3 separate regions of the Sus scrofa genome follow, and regions 2 and 3 are each linked to region 1. Evidence: chromatin contacts called from public Hi-C and HiChIP or PLAC-seq data. All regions are on one chromosome and are shown on one strand. Each heading gives the region's core, a stretch centred on a gene start, on an enhancer-like site or on the middle of the called end of the contact. The rest is flanking DNA. Distances are from core to core; before and after follow the strand shown. Region 1 holds the start of ISOC2 (isochorismatase domain-containing protein 2). Region 2 holds the start of ZNF784 (zinc finger protein 784). Region 3 holds the start of U2AF2 (U2 small nuclear RNA auxiliary factor 2).

Evidence for each region. A called contact is a pair of places that touch in the nucleus more often than the background predicts. HiChIP or PLAC-seq counts read pairs in DNA pulled down with a chosen protein or histone mark.
Region 2: a contact with region 1 is called in a Hi-C map of liver, with 4 times the contacts expected there. The contact joins the promoter of ZNF784 here to the promoter of ISOC2 in region 1. A contact is called at or near these places in 2 of 47 Hi-C or Micro-C datasets (epiblast stem cells and liver) and 1 of 2 datasets of contacts at active chromatin or transcription factors (alveolar macrophages).
Region 3: a contact with region 1 is called in an H3K27ac HiChIP or PLAC-seq map of alveolar macrophages. The contact joins the promoter of U2AF2 here to the promoter of ISOC2 in region 1. A contact is called at or near these places in 1 of 47 Hi-C or Micro-C datasets (heart right ventricle) and 1 of 2 datasets of contacts at active chromatin or transcription factors (alveolar macrophages).

Annotation. Positions count from the first base shown.
Region 1 is chr6:59,608,102-59,611,209 of Sscrofa11.1, reverse strand. ISOC2 (isochorismatase domain-containing protein 2) reads left to right here and starts at 1,551. Exons shown (of 6, transcript XM_021095040.1): 1 at 1,551-1,673.
Region 2 is chr6:59,739,732-59,742,882 of Sscrofa11.1, reverse strand. It overlaps ZNF784 (zinc finger protein 784), which reads left to right and starts at 1,518. Exons shown (of 2, transcript XM_003356071.4): 1 at 1,518-1,631; 2 at 3,007-3,151. The coding sequence starts at 1,554. ZNF581 (zinc finger protein 581) reads right to left here and starts at 1,471. Exons shown (of 5, transcript XM_021095062.1): 1 at 1,388-1,471; 2 at 197-270.
Region 3 is chr6:59,772,712-59,775,855 of Sscrofa11.1, reverse strand. U2AF2 (U2 small nuclear RNA auxiliary factor 2) reads right to left here and starts at 1,666. Exons shown (of 12, transcript NM_001315804.1): 1 at 1,618-1,666. The coding sequence starts at 1,666.

The sequences.
Region 1 (3,108 bases), core at 302-2,801:
CCAGAGCCCCCCCACCATGACAGCTCTTCAGCTGCACACACCCCCTGCCCCTGCCAGGAGTCCCATGTCCCAGTCACTCCCCTGCTGGCAGCCCCTCGGAAAATGAACCAAGCCCAGACTCCCACCTCTGACCATGGCCTCGTGGGTCCTCTCCTAGGTCCAGTGCCCCACTACAGCCACTTGGGGCGGGGATGGGGGCTCCGCGCCTGTGCACTCTCTCTCTGCCCCCTCGCCCAGCTTCTTCCTTCTTTCTTCCTAGCCCCACCTCCTTGGCAACTGTCCTTCCCGGTCCCTCTTACCCTGGTTCATCTCTGCCCAGTGTCTGGTCTACTTTAACTTATTCCCAAAGACTTGTCGATCACCTACTACATGCCAGGCCCAGGTTTCGGTGCCGAGGATTCAGAAGTGAATAAAACAGACAAGATCACTGCCCTTGTGGACTTCACATGGGGTGGGGGTGGGGGTAAAATGAGGGGACTGAAAATAAATGCACACCCACACATCTCTTTTTCCCCCGCTTTTCGGCTGAACCTATGGCACACTGAAGTTTCGAGGCCAGGGGTCAAATCCAAGCCACGTCTGCGACCTACGCGGTGGCTTTCAGCAATGCTGGATCCTTAACCCACGGAGCGAGGGTGCTCACAGACAATGCTCGTCCCTAACCTGCTGAGTCACAATGGAAACTCCTCCATACATTTTTTAAACGCAAGATAAATTTCCAATTCCAGACCACAATTAGGTTTGTGAAGAAAATAAAACAGCAACCAGATTGCGGGGCCACTTGATGTAGGGTGGTCAGAGAAGACCCTGAATGACAAGAAGGAGCTGGCCCTGTGCAAGTCTGGTATTCCAGGCAAAGAGACTAGCTCGGGCAAAGGCCCTGGGGTGGGACACTGGGGGAACAGCAAAGGAGGCCAACGTGTCTGAAGTGGAGCGCATGGGAAGAGGTGAGGTCGAGAGGCTGACAAAGGCGACTATGAATTGGGAGAGTTTGGATTTTACTCCAAGACTGATGGGCAATTCAGTCTTTCTCTCAACCCCATTTCCAAGAACGGTGTAACTATCGCAAACGCCACCCTAGGAAGCAGGCGCTGTAAGATGGGGATATTGACACACCACGGAGAACAAACGAGAAGAGGCAGGATCTTAAGTTCACGGCTCCTTCGAGCCTTTACCCTTTCCTGCAAAGTGCTTGGATCTCTTAGACTGAAGGGCCAGGGATCGAACCTGAGGTCCCCGTCCTGGGCACCACCCGTCCCTCCCTCCCTCTCGGCCCCCGAGGTCCGACAGTTACAGCCGGACTGGGGCGACCCAGCCACCTCCGCAGCCGAAGTCCAAATTCGCCGTCCACTCCGCGCGGCTCCGCCTTAGGCCCGCCACTCACGCCACTGACGCCTCTCCATTGGTCGGACTCCCAGCTGGCCAATCACGCTCTCAAGACGAACAGCCCTGCCCATACGGCCTCCCCACGAAGGAGAAGTAGCGGCGCTTGAGGATTGGCTGAGAGCGTGAGCGGAGTAGAGCTAAGCGAGTGCCCATTGGGCGGCTCGGCCCGGGTGGGCGGGACGCGGGCCGAGCAGGGGCGGGCCACGTGTCCCAACTGCTCCACACATTGACCCCGGCCTGGGAACTCAGCGGGAGGACTTGAGGGGGCGGACTCTGGCCTGCGAGAGGTGAGTGACTCCAGGCCGCACTCGCGTAGGGCGGGCTAGGCTCAGTCCCCGCGCTCTCGGGTAAGGCCCCTCCGGCGCTGATGGGGGCTGACCTCCCGCCTTGATGGTGACAAAACTGAGCGCTACGGGGACATCTGGAGCCAAGGTCACACAGCGGGGGGAGGACTCTTGCCTGGGCTCGCTAGGGACTCGGGTCGCTTCTGCCTCTCCGCCAAGTTTCTGCGCCATCCCTGCGTGGCGCATGTGTTTGGCCCCCACTTCCCCAAGGAGGAAACCGAGGCTCAGACAGAGCGGGAAACTTGCCTAAGATCACACAGCCGGGTTCCGGCCTCGTGGGGATTGAAACCGCCCATTCCTTCCTGAGGTTGCCGCCCACCTGGGGCCACCCCTCCTTCTCTGGCCTTGGACTCTCTCCACACACAGATTCTTATCACTCCCCCAGGGCACCCCCAAAACCTATCTCCAGCCCAGATCCCTTCCCCACCTTTTTCATATTCTCCCCCAAATTAGTTCCCCTTTCCAGGCCTCCAGCTAGTCCCTGGACCCTGCCTTCCTCGGAAGTCTGGAAACCTAGGGATCTTCCTTCTTCTCCCATCCCCACGACTCGACCCCTGGAATCTGTCTGTCCTGCCCCCTCCTCCCTGTCCTCCTGCCCTTGCCCACCTGGTCCACAGCCCCTGGAGATACACCGCATAGGTAGGCAAACGTCCAAATCACCAGACACGGCTCAAATAACTTTTCACAAAGAGAACCGTCTGGGGGTTCCTGTTGTGGCTCAGGGGGTTAAGGATCCCGCCCTGTGAGCTGTGGTGTAGGTGGCAGATGTGGCTCCGATCCTGCCTTGCTGTGGCTGTGGTGTAGGCCGGCGGTACATCTCCATTTAGACCCCTAGCCTGGGAACCTCCATATGCCAGTGGGTGCAGCCGTAAAAAGAACTGTTTGGTGGGGACAGTATCCAAATCCAGAAACCACACACACTCCAGAAGGCCCCCTAGCAGCCCCTTCATCACTGCCCCCCCATTGTATTTATTTCTGACGAGGGGACCTGTTACACATTGTCCAAAATTCCTAAGGAACAGAACAGTACCCAGTGAAAATTAAATGACCTTCACACTCTGCTCTCAGAGGTCTGTCTCTGCAGGAACACATGCTCCCGATGTTCCTGCCAGATACCGACTGGAACACTTCACCACATCTCTTCCCCCCCCCCCCTCCGCACAAAGAAGAGCATTGCTATCCACACTAGTACGCCTTTTTTTTTTTTCTGTCTTTTTTTTGTCTTTTTAGGGCCTCACTCACAGTATATGGAGGTTTCCAGGCTAGGGGGTCAATGATACACAATGGGAACTTCTAGATTTATTTCTATGCTTATTCTCTAGTCTTTATTTCTGCTCCATTATGGAAAGCCCCATAATGAATACCCTTGTGCTGTCAT
Region 2 (3,151 bases), core at 269-2,768, 130 kb before region 1:
ACATGCATCCTCATGGATCCTAGTCAGGTTGTTAACCACTGAGCCACGAAGAGAACTCCCCAAATGAGTATTTTAAATGCTATCTATCCGAGGAAGACTTGCACCAGGTTCTGGTCACACACCCTGGAATTTCGTCTAATGGAAACAGATTCCCAAGCAGGAACAAAAAGCGGTGAACATTTCAGCAGACTCTTACCTTGTGCTGAAGTGGACACCTACCGCTTCCACTGTCATTTCACTGGGCAAAGAAAACCACGTGGCCACGTCTAACTGCAAAGGAAAATACAACCCTATCATGTTCCCTAAAGAGGGAGAACCGAATTTGCGCATGATCGTCACGTTCAGTCATCCACCCTGCCCTTCCAGGAAAACAATTTAAGAGTGTTCCAGCGATCTCGCATCTCTCTGTTTTAGTGGGTTTCGCAACCCTCTACAGATGTATGCATAAATGCAGGCATGGTCAGAAGTAGCGCGATGACCTCTCCAAGGTCACACAGCCGGGCCAAGGAACGAGTAACTGGACAGCTGAGCCCTCAGCCCTGTCCTTGTAACTGCCGAAAACCCCTGCCCTTGGGCTCTTGCCTTCAAAGGCGCATTTCCCAAACTTCACACAACCTGTGGATACTTGCTAATGAATCCCAGTACCACTAGTGTGGCAGTCGGTTCAGTATATTTTTGCAAAGGGACTTAAAAGTCCTTACATTTGTAACCTTTGCCTCACTGAGTTATCTCGAACCAGGGAGTAGGTGACCACAAAAACGTGTAGTGTGAACACAACAAAGGTTGTTCAATTCTGGTGTCAAGTGACCGCCAGAGCCTACTCATGGAGATTAAAAAGAGAAATTAGGGAGTTCCCGTCGTGGCGCAGTGGTTAGCGAATCCGACTAGGAACCATGAGGTTGCAGGTTCGGTCCCTGCCCTTGCTCAGTGGGTTAACGATCCGGCGTTGCCGTGAGCTGTGGTGTAGGTTGCAGACGCGGCTCGGATCCCGCGTTGCTGTGGCTCTGGCGTAGGCCTGTGGCTACAGCTCCGATTAGACCCCTGGCCTGGGAACCTCCATATGCCGTGGGAGCGGCCCAAGAAATAGCAAAAAGACCAAAAAAAAAAAAAAAAAAAAGAAATTAGAATTAGCTCACAGGAGAGTTCCCGTCGTGGCCTGGCACAAACGAACCCGACAAAATCAGGAGGGATCCGTGGTTCCGCTCAGGGGGTTAAGGATCCAGCGTTGCTGTGGCTGTGGTGCAGGCCGGCAGGTGCAGTTGCGATTCGATTCCTAGTCTGGGAACCTCTATACGCTGCGGGTTCGCCCTAAAAAGACACGTACACAAAAGAATTAGCTCAGAGCCACCCCAGCGCCCCACGCAGGCTGTCTCTTGGGGGCACTGACAGGCAATTAGGAAGAAATTCACCACTTTCTCCCTGGGGATGGAGAGAGCCAGCTCCCGGGAAGCCCCGCCCCTCCTCCAGGCCGCCTGCGCGGGGCCCCGACGCCAGCCTAGGCCCCACCCCCTCCGGATTGACCTCTGGCATTGGGGGCGGGGCCTGGGGACAAGATGGCTGCCGCGCGCCCGGAGTCGCCGAGTCTGAGCTCAGCGGGCCCGGAGCCGCGATCCCCGGAACCTCCGGACCTGGTGCGGGCGAGGAAGGGCCCCGGCGCGGGGGCTCTAGGCGGCAGGAGGTCGCAGGGGTGGGGGTGGGGCTTAGAGCTGGGCGGGGGAGGTATTTAGGGCTATGGCCCTGGGGGCGGGGCTTCTCGTGGGGGCGGTGTGAGGTTGGAGGGGCGTGGCCGGAGGAGGAGGGTGGGCGGGCCAAGTCAGAACTGGAGAGGGATCCACCCGAGCGAGGAGTCCGAGGGATTGAGTTTGTCTAATGAGGGGGCGGAGCCTTCAGAGGGCGGGACCTCATGAATTTTAGGGTTCCGGAACCTGGGTGGAAGGTTGGGAAGGTGACCCTGGAAGAGAAGGGTGTGGGGTTATGGTTGGGTCACCCACTTCGGGGTAGGGGGATGATTCTGCAAGAGTCTAAGTGCTACCCAAGAGAGGATTTGGGGGCAGAAGTGCCTGCTCCAGCTGCCTTTGGACCCCACTCAGGCTGAGAGCGTATCTGAGGACAGTCTTTCATTCAGCAGACATTTACTGTGCTCCCACTTGGGCTAGACAGATGGAGAGGTGAAGGCGGCAAATAAACTATCCTCTTGGAGCTTGCAGCCCAGAAGAGGAGAGAGACAATAAAGAAGTCTTATTGTGTTATGTTCGATAAAGAGTGAGCTGATAGAGCGGCGCGGAGGGGAGCTAAATTTAGTCGAGAGAGAAGTCAGCTGTGTGCCGGCTTATATTTACACTGGGGCCAGAGAGATAAGCGGGAGGCAGATCGTGATGGATATGAATTAAGGCTTTGGATTTTAAGTGCAGTGGGTGTCATGGGAGGGTTGCGAATGGGAAAATGACTTCCATCTGTTCCCGTTTTCAAAAGGTCATTAAGGCTGCTTTGGGAAAATGGGTTATGAGGGAGCCAGGCAGAGGACCAGAGGCAGTCAGAGGTTCAGGACACTTGGCAAAGAATGTTTGCCTTATGAAGTTCCCCAGTGGCCCGAGGATTCCACGTTGGTGCTGTGGCAGCTTGCGTTGCTGCTGTGGCACCTTGGGTCGCTGCTGTGGCACCTTGGGTCGCTGCTGTGGCACGGGTTCAATCCCTGGCCCAGGATCATAGGCCTGCTGCGAGGGAGGCCCCCTCAAAAAAAAAAAAAAAAAAAAAAAAGGTGCAGTGAGGTAATTGGCTTTTCACTGGGATGGAGGAGAGAGATGGCTGGATCTGTGGACCATTTCAGACGGGAGGGGAAGTCTTCAAAGGCACGTAACAGAATCCCGGGCCGGGGAAGCAGCGGAGAGCTGAATCTAGAAATCGAGGGATCCAGCATGCTACAAAAGGGAGGTGTTTTAATAATCAGGTGGGGAGGCCTTGAGGCAGAGGCCACAGGCTCCTCTGTTTCTTCTCCCCCTCACCCAGGTCCTGGTGCCTGATGATGGCCGCCCGGCCACCCCCCCGAGCGACCTCGTCGAGATCCAGGTGGTGAAGGTGACCGACACCACGCTGGTACCTGAGCCCCCAGAGCCAGGTTCTCTCCACTGTGCCTTGTGCCCAGCTGTCTTCC
Region 3 (3,144 bases), core at 417-2,916, 160 kb before region 1:
GACATGGGATAATGACGCTGGGAAAGCACCTCTCCCTGCTGTCCCAACTCTGACACCACCTCTGAGGCAGCTCAGGGCAGCCTCTCCATTACCTTCCTAAGAAATTTCACTAGGGATCATTTCACAATACTCCTCGTTAGGCACTTAACGAATGCCAGACCGTATGCCACACACTGTACACACATTACCTCACTTAACCTCAGCTGCAACTCTCACCAGCTAAAACCAAAGAAAGTTTTTCAAGCTTTCTGAGCCTGCTTCCTCCTCTGCAAAGGAAAGGAAGTCATGTCAGTCCCCCACGGCTGTTGACCATCTACTTAAATAAGCCGTGTAAAAGCTTAGCAAAGCACTATCAGTACTGCCATCACCATTGACTCCAGAAACCGGTAATAAAGACACATACCTATTTAACAGCCACTACACACAAGAAAAGGATTAAAAAAAAAAAAAAAAAGCATAGACGTGTTAAAGTTCCACAACTACTTAGCAACAAAGCAGGTACTAGAAGCCAAGTCTCCTCCCCTCCAAAGCCTGTGCTGTGAAGCGTTACAACGTGTACAGACACCCCGTGGGCACTCCGAAACCCGACTTCGTCTTCCCCAGGCGCTGTCTCCTCCTAAACCAGCCACCTGCTCCCAACTGCAGACTGGGCTGAAAGGGGAACCCCAGCGCCCCCCGCCCCCTGTGCAGTCCTCTGACCACAAGGAGCTTAGGCCTCGCGCTCGCCACCTCCTCCAGGCCTAAGTTTGTTCTAACATTCGTGGGGTGTCCAAACTAGTCGGCACTAGCTCGGCCTCCTACTTGGACTCCGCATCACCGGAGGGACTTTGCCTCCCATCCTCCCAACTGAGCTAAGTCTCCCTACTCGCTCCGAGCCTGTCTCTTTATCGCCACGTTGAAAAGGCGGACACACGCGGCGCCCGGAGGGTGGGCTCGTACAGAACAGGGGACCTGTCTAACTGAGGAGATATGGGGGGCAGACACGCCACACTGTGCCTGGCGCGACGGCGCGAGGGAGAACCGCGTGCGGGAGGAACACTGAAAACGCACAGTGCGGACCTCTCCCAGGAGACACCGCATCACCCACGTTAGGCTGGAAGGGACCCCGGCGACTAGCCCCCAGGAAAGGCGCGAAGGGCGGCGGTGCGAGAAGGGCCCACACCGCGGCCCTGCATGCGCCCACGTGAAGGGGGGCTCCAACCGCCATTTTGGAACAAAGGGGGCGTGGAGACACCGGCCGCGGGCCCGGCCGGAAGCGGAAGTGCGAGGGCATCGGGAGAAAAGGAGGGGTTGCGGGACCCAATCTACATAATCTCCTTTCCAAATTAAAAAAATAGAAAATAAGTCCGCAACGGACTCCCGACAGCCTGCGGCGCCCGCGCCACCCGCGCCGGGGGCCACGTGGGGCGCGGAACCGAACGCGGCGCGCATGCGCCCGCCGCCCCCTCCCCTCCCGCGCGGCGGCACGCCGGGCGGTCACGTGAGTAAGGCGCGCACCGCGGGGTGGGGGGGCGCCGTGCGGGCCTAAGGGGGGGAAGCGAGGGGGAAAATGGCGGGGGACACAGGGGGAAGCCGAGAGCCGCCCCGCCCGCCGCCCCGCACCCCCGGCGCCCTCACCTTGCTTATTCTCGTTGAGCTGCCGCTCGAACTCGTCGAAGTCCGACATGCTGAGGCGGCCGCGTAGGGCCCTGTGTAGCTCTCGCCTCGCCTTGCCGCGCGCCCGATCCGGCCGCTTCGGCTACTTCCGCCGCTTGCTTCGGCTACTTCCGGCCGCCGCCGGCGTTCCACCGCCTCCTACCTAATCAAGCCCCTGCCGCCCGCCCAGCCCCGCCCCGGCTCCGCCCCTCTCCCCGCCGGCCCGCCCACGAGGCGCACCTCCCCCCAGGGCCTGGCTCCGAAACGCGTCGGCTATTTCCGGACCGTGGAGGAGCGAAGGGAGAGGCGACTTCGGCTGCTTCCGAAAACACCCGAAGCGAGGGTTTCGCAGGCTTCTCAGGTTTTCGTAACTTTTCGGATAGTAGCTCTTCAACGTTCGGATGTTTCCGTAGGTCCTCGCATTCCTAGCACCCAGACTCCCCACTTAGAATTCAGCTTCTTCCAAGAACTCAAACCGTCCGTCTTTGGCTGCTTCCACGGATTCTACCCTCTCTTTCCCAACGGCCCTGTCCAAGCAATCGGCCACTTCCGACAATCCTAACCGTCCCGGATTTCGGCACTTTCCGAAGGTCTCTGGCGCTCCCCCTCGGGCCCAACCAGAGATTAAACCCGTTTCCAAACTTCGGCTCTTTCCGGAGATTCCAAGAGCAACCTCCTCCCCCTTTCGGAGAACTTCGGCTCCTTCCGCCACCGCCTGGGGAAGGACTCACAGCAGACACCTTCGGCTTTTTCCGTGGGCGCTTCGGCTCCTTCCGGCTCCGGGAACCAAAAAGGGAGGGAGGACAGAGGCGAGGTGGGTCAGGGGAAAGGAAAAGAAGAGGCAGGGTCTCGGCTCTCAGCACCCGGCTCTCCCTGTGGGGCGATGGGAGGAAAAGAAGGACCGATGTTGAGAAGCGCCTAAGAAGGTTTCGCGAGACAAAAGCAGCCAGCGGAGTGAAGAGTGCGCGCGGCTGCTGCGGAGGTTGCCAGCGCGGCTTTGTGCGCATGCGCAAAGTGGAAGGGGCGAGCGCGAGAGAGCCTCTGCGCCTGCGTAGAGATCGGTCTGAACCGAGACCTCTCACTGTTCGGAGAGGGGGGGCGGGTCGTCGGGGCCACAGCCCGAGCGCGCGTGCGCGAGATTTCCTTCCTCCAGGGAAGGGACTACATTCCCGACCGTTGAGCAAGGCCGCCCCCTTGCGGTTGCCGTGGCAACCACACAAGCGAGCGTTCCCCCCCCCAACCGCGCCGACGCTGCTAGCCACGCAGCGGGCACTTCCGGGAGACAGAGAATCTCGCTTTACCGCCTCCTGGAGGCAGTCTCTGTTCAGAGCTCCCCGCTCCCCTCGATGGTCGCCTCTCCCAAAAGTCATTGAGTCCCGCCTTCTGCCGCCTTGCCTCTGGTCCAAGTCGGCTCATGCCTCCTTCCCGGAGTTCTGCTCCTCCGAGTTGTTCAGGGCACAGCTGCTTCTCTCCTCCCACTCCTGCCTCTGGGGGACTAATTACACCTTG